Regions from separate parts of the Sus scrofa genome. Here region 1 is linked to region 2. The links are chromatin contacts, called in public HiChIP or PLAC-seq maps. All regions are on one chromosome and are shown on one strand. Each heading gives the region's core, a stretch centred on a gene start, on an enhancer-like site or on the middle of the called end of the contact. The rest is flanking DNA. Distances are from core to core; before and after follow the strand shown.

The links. HiChIP or PLAC-seq counts read pairs in DNA pulled down with a chosen protein or histone mark.
Region 1: a contact with region 2 is called in an H3K27ac HiChIP or PLAC-seq map of skeletal muscle. The contact joins two enhancer-like sites. A contact is called at or near these places in 2 of 47 Hi-C or Micro-C datasets (embryonic fibroblasts and heart right ventricle) and 2 of 2 datasets of contacts at active chromatin or transcription factors (alveolar macrophages and skeletal muscle).

What each region holds. Positions count from the first base shown.
Region 1 is chr13:61,553,066-61,555,765 of Sscrofa11.1, reverse strand. No RefSeq gene overlaps it. Among named protein-coding and RNA genes, the nearest start is that of BHLHE40, 26 kb to the right of the region's middle. Within about 2 kb of position 1,430, at least 15 of the 83 cell types and tissues checked have an H3K27ac peak or open chromatin away from gene starts, as enhancers often do. A contact at or near this core is called in alveolar macrophages and skeletal muscle, where this site is marked.
Region 2 is chr13:61,373,214-61,375,913 of Sscrofa11.1, reverse strand. The region is part of intron 57 of ITPR1 (inositol 1,4,5-trisphosphate receptor type 1); the gene reads right to left. LOC106505661 (a long non-coding RNA gene) reads left to right here. Exons shown (of 12, transcript XR_002337646.1): 9 at 347-419; 10 at 1,109-1,262. Among named protein-coding and RNA genes, the nearest start is that of BHLHE40, 150 kb to the left of the region's middle. Within about 2 kb of position 1,418, at least 10 of the 83 cell types and tissues checked have an H3K27ac peak or open chromatin away from gene starts, as enhancers often do. A contact at or near this core is called in alveolar macrophages and skeletal muscle, where this site is marked.

The DNA of each region.
Region 1 (2,700 bases), core at 181-2,680, 180 kb before region 2:
TTTGTTGACACATCTGCCTCCTCCACATTAAACACCTTGAATTCTGAGTTCTTGAACTCCACACTGACATTTGTAACCCCAGTGCACATAGAAGATGCTCCAAATGTTTGCCAAATAGATTCTTCTTTGGCCTTTTTTTTTTCCTTTATACTTTCTGTCTTCTTGTTCCCTTCTTCTAAATTCATAGTGGCTTCCTATTCATGCACACCGGCTGGATGTTAGGTAGAGGAAGTACTGTGTTAGGCACTTGCCTTGTTTGTCCTGCAAACATCTTATCCTCTGTCCATTCAACAGAGGGTCGGCCAGGGTAACATAGCTAGGAAGGTGGATGGGAACCTTTCTAAATCTTTGACAGGGAGTTCCTTTATGGCTCAGTGGCAACGAACCCAAGTAGTATCCACGAGGATGCGGTTTTGATCCCTGGACTTGCTCAGTAGGTTAAGGATCCAAAGTTGCTGTGAGCTATGGTTAGGTTCATACAAGGCTCAGATCTGATGTTTCTGTGGCTGTGCTATAGGCCAGAAGCTGCAGCTTCAATTCAATCCCTAGTCTGGGAAACTCCATATCTCTGGGTGCAGCCCTAAAAAGCAAAAAAAAAAAAAAAAAAAAAAAAAAGTGTGAATCTAAGTCCTGGGGATGGGGGTGGGACTGGAGGTGGGGTGGTGGCATACTTTCTCATAAGGGTTCTTATAGTTGAATCTTTCTGTAGCTGAATCCTAGAATGTCAGAGTTCAAAGGGACCATATGGGGCCTCATTTTGCAGAGGGGCCAGAGAGGCCCAGAGTGAGGCTAGAAGTTGCTCAATGTCACTGAGTTAAGTCAGAACCAGAGCTGAACTAGGAGCTAGGTTCCTTGACATGTTTGGAAGAAATAGATAGATATCCGGTGTGGAGATGAGAAGAGAAAGACCCAGGCGGGGCCCAGCTTTCCAGGGATGGCATCTGGTTGTGATGGGTATCAGTGAGACTGCTCAGGGTTAGCTCAGGACAACAGAGCGAGCTTGCTATCTGTGTGGAGGGAAGAGCAGGCAGAGACAACAGGACTTCCTCAAGGACCAGGCACGTCTCTAAACCAGAATCCGTTTGGATCCAGCCTGGCCATAGACTTTTGGGACCCAGAGTTGAATTTCTTGTTCTGGGCCCCTAGCCAGGACAGCCTTTGCTGTCAGCAAGCCGTGGCCGGCCACTTGGAGGGCGCCGGGGCGAGGTCACAGAGGAGGCCTGGTTCCTTTTCCTGGGGCCCCTACCCCAGGTGGCCACTGAGGGCCCCATTCTGGTTCCCAGTAATGCCTGCCTGGGGTTTTCCTGCTTCTGGGTCTGCATCACAGCCCCTCTTAGGTCACATTGCCTCAGGTCCCACTCAGCGTTGCTCTGAGCTGGAAAATCCCTCGGAGCCCGCCCGGGGAGCCCATGACCGTGGTGGCAGGAAACTGTGACAGCAAGGCTGCTGGGGGGGATGAGGTTTATTCTTAGTGTGTGGCTGGGAAAGGCGGGGCTGTGTGGGGGTAGAGTAGAATGGAAGGGTTGGGAGAGAACAGAGAAATCCCAAAGGAAGGAGCCCCTCAGAGACTTTCAGACTAGTTTTCTTTCCCAGAGTGGCCTTTGCTTCTGGCCTCCAGGACTGTCTCCCTGCCTTGGGTGTCCCTGGAGCCTCTTGGGGGACATCTCAGGATCCAGGGTCCAGCCCCTCAATTCAGGGATCCCAACTTCTGTGGTTCAGTAGTAATAGCCATGGTAACCATGTAAGTAACAGTCATTAATTAAGCACTTCCTAGGTGCCATGTTCTGTGTATGCAGTACAGTGCCCAGCACACAGTGTGCCCTCAATAAACGGCAGCTTTGGGAGTTCCCTCCTGGCACAGTGGGAACGAATCCAACTAGGAACCATGAGGTTACGGCTTTGATCCCTGGCCTCACTTGGTGGGTGAAGGATCTGGCGTTGCCGTGAGCTGTGGTGCTGTAGGTTGAAGATGTGGCTCAGATCCTGTATTGCTGTAGCTGTGGTGTAGGCTGGCAGCTACAGCTCCAATTTGACCCCTAGCCTGGGGATCTCCATATGCTGTGGGCGCAGCCCTAAAAAGCAAATAAAATAAAATAAAATAAATGGCAGCTTTATTGTAATCCACACATCCACCTTAAGAAGCAGGTATTAATCCCATTTTACAGGCAGGGGAACTGAGGCAGGAGAGCATAAATAATTTCTCCAGGGTCATACAGCTACTCATTTGTTCTCACACCCAACTTATATTTATGAAGTCCCTACTGTGTTGTGGCCACTGTCTTGGATGTGAGAGGAGGTCCAGAGTGCAGTCCCCACCTCAGCTGTGTGGTGTGTGTGTGTGTTCTAATGGAGGACTCCAGCTGTGAGCAGATAAGCAACTTTCTAAGGAAGGTAACTGCAGGTTGAGGGTGCAAAGTACGTGTGCGGGGTGAGGAGATGAAGAGTAAGGGAGAAGGATGATAAGGTAAGGCTTTTCTTCACAGGTGAGATGTGAGCTAGGGCTGGATGGGTGAGAAGGAGGTTGTTCTCAGCAGGGCCAACAGTGAGAGCAAAGGCCCTGGGTGATAAAACCTGGTAGGTTAACTGGAGGCCCCAGGAGGGTGAGTGGGGGGTGGGGAGCATGGAAGGAGGAGAGAAGGGCAAGCAGGAAGGCCTGGGTTCCAGCAGCCTTCCAGAGCCCAGGGAAGGAATGGCATTCTC
Region 2 (2,700 bases), core at 169-2,668:
ATGGACATGTGATGGGGTATGTACCCCCAATTTACAGATAGGAGCTCAGGTCAGGGAGGTCCTGTGACCTGCACAGGGTTACCTGGCAGGACCAGAGCCAAAATGCACACTTCAGATTTTCTGCCTCCAGATCCTATTCTTAGGTAGTGATGGCTTCATGGTGGGCATCAGCCTGGCTCCGGCTTTGCCAAGAATGTTTCCATCAGCAATGAAAGGAGAGGGTCGAGATCAGAAGGAAAGAGAAACCACTTTCTACTACATTTTGATGAATGTTAACTTGAGGGTGAACATTTGGCTAAGTTTGCTACTATGACATGGAGCTTCAAATGTCCCTTCTTTCCCCCAGATGTTTCCGTCTCTAAAGAGAAGCGGTTGCAGCACCCCAAAGGGGCTGCAGTCTCAGGAGTCACTCTCTCAAGGTCAGTGTGGGCCCCTGCCCTTCTCACAGAGCCTATGGCTGATTCTACTAGGAAAGTGCTGGTTTTTGAGATGGAAACCTATTTGTCACACCTGACACCATGCCTGTAAGCAGTTGTTTCTGGGGCATCTGGGATGTTCCCTGGGGCCCCTCCCATCTGGTTCTGGGGGTTGCCTTTTGGCTGCTGTTACATCACAGTTCTTTGGGAGTCTCTGGGGTCTTAATCAGTGGGTTAAAGGAGAGCTGAAGAACTGATCACTTCCAGCCTCGTGCCTCTTAGCAAGAGGTAGTTTTCTGAGGAACCAGATGAGCCTAATGGGGCGATTTCTTTGGGGACAGGAGGTAAACCACAGGGCCTCAAGGCCTCCTGGCCAACTCTGCCTTCCACCTCTGACACTGCCCATCAGCCTCCCTCTCGCTTCAGAGCAGGAGCATTTGCAGCCACTTAGAGTTGGCTTCTTAAAGAGCTCTGCTGGTCCCTCCTCCCAGGCAGCCGCCAACTGAGAAGGGACATTAACAGCACCTCCTGCTGTGGCTGTGGCTGTGGCTGCCTCTGGGCGTCTGACTAAGCGGGTCCATGACAGGAGGAGAGAGCCACCTTCACTGCAGCTCCAGTTCCCATAGCCATTACCACCCCCCCACACACAGTGACTCTGCCAGGCACCCCCAGGTCCTAACCTGCTCTGGCAGTGCCTTCCAGGAAGTCCCCAGCAGGGAGTCAGGTGGCTGCAGGACTGGACACCGCCAGGAACAGTGTTGGCAAAAGCGCCCTGCCTTTCAGCCAGTGGATCTAACACTTCCTGGGCTCTCACCAGACATCTGGTTTCTCAGCAACTTGGAGGTTGTAAGTAAAGAATTCTTTGATGCTACAGATTTTTAGGCTGTTTGACAAGAAGTTCTCATACACAGAATGACGTGGATGGGAAAGCACAGTGAATGCTGAGTTCCTCAAAGCATGGCTGTGCAGGGGGGCCTTTGAGCAGGCTGGGTGGCTGGCTAGGGTAACTTCTGGCTCTTAATCCCCATCAGGTGACGGCTCACAAGGCTCCTGTTAAGTCTTTGTGACTGGGACAGAATCCCAGAAGTGCGCTAGAGTTTTCTGTAACCGTAAAGTAAGGCCATTTCAAAAATGGCCCCCAAAAGATTTAAAGATAAGGCACATTCAGACACTTGAGAGAGAAGAACACAAAGTGAGGGGAGAAAAGGGATGTGTGACAAGGGTGAAAATTACAGGCCATCTCTTCTAAATATTAAAGAATTTAGTGCAAATGAAAGTCGTTCTATGTGTATGCAGATTCACATGTGTCAGCAAAAATGCTGATCATATAGGGTCTTATTTGGCATTACCAACAACTGGAAGAAAAGAGCATCTGAAGACTTTTCTATTAATTGTCTCAACCCCAGAAACCTAAGCTGTGACTATGTGCACTGGCCACCACTAGAATTCCTAGTCTCCTTAAGAAAAGACCCTGCTCCCTATGTGGCCCAGAGCCGCCAGCAACCCCCCTCTGTCCTCCCACCACTGTGGTTATGGAGTGCAACTCTGGGTCACTGAACTGGCTTTGAACCCCAGGGCAGCTTCTGAGCCCTTCCTGGGGAAGTGACTTAGCCCTAAGCCTCTACAAGAGAATACCCATCACCATAGCTCTGGGACTCATGTTCCTCTCCCCCTTTTCTTCTGCTCACTTTATTGTTCTCTCTCGCTTGCTCACTCTCTGTCTCTCTCTCTCTCTCTCTCTCTTTTTTTTTTTTTTTTTTGCTTTTTAGGGCTGCACCTATAGCATATGGAATTTCCCACACTAGGGGTCCAGTCGGAGCTACAGCTGCCAGCCTACACCACAGCACAGCAGCTTGGGATCCAAGTCATGATCCAAGTCGAGCCAGAGACCTACACCACAGCTCACAGCAATGCAGGATCTTTAACCCACTGAGGGAGGCCAGGGATTGAACCCGCATCCTTATGAATACTAGTTGGGTTCATTTCTGCTGAGCCACGATGGGAACTCCCAGATGATAGTTCTTAAAGCAGTATCTGTTTTGTCTCTTCTGTCAGATTTTACTCTTCAGCGTATGATTCACAAACCAGTGGCTTTGGCATCCCCTGGAAGCTGGCTGGAAATGCAGAATCTCGAGTTCTGCCAGGGCTGCTGAATCAGGGTCTGAACTCTAACCAGCTCTCCAGATGACTCACATACATTAAACTAGGAGAATTACAGAATGAGACCTCAGGGCCTCCATGACACAGAATGCACAGCATCCCCAGAAAGCCCCCCAGAACCAGG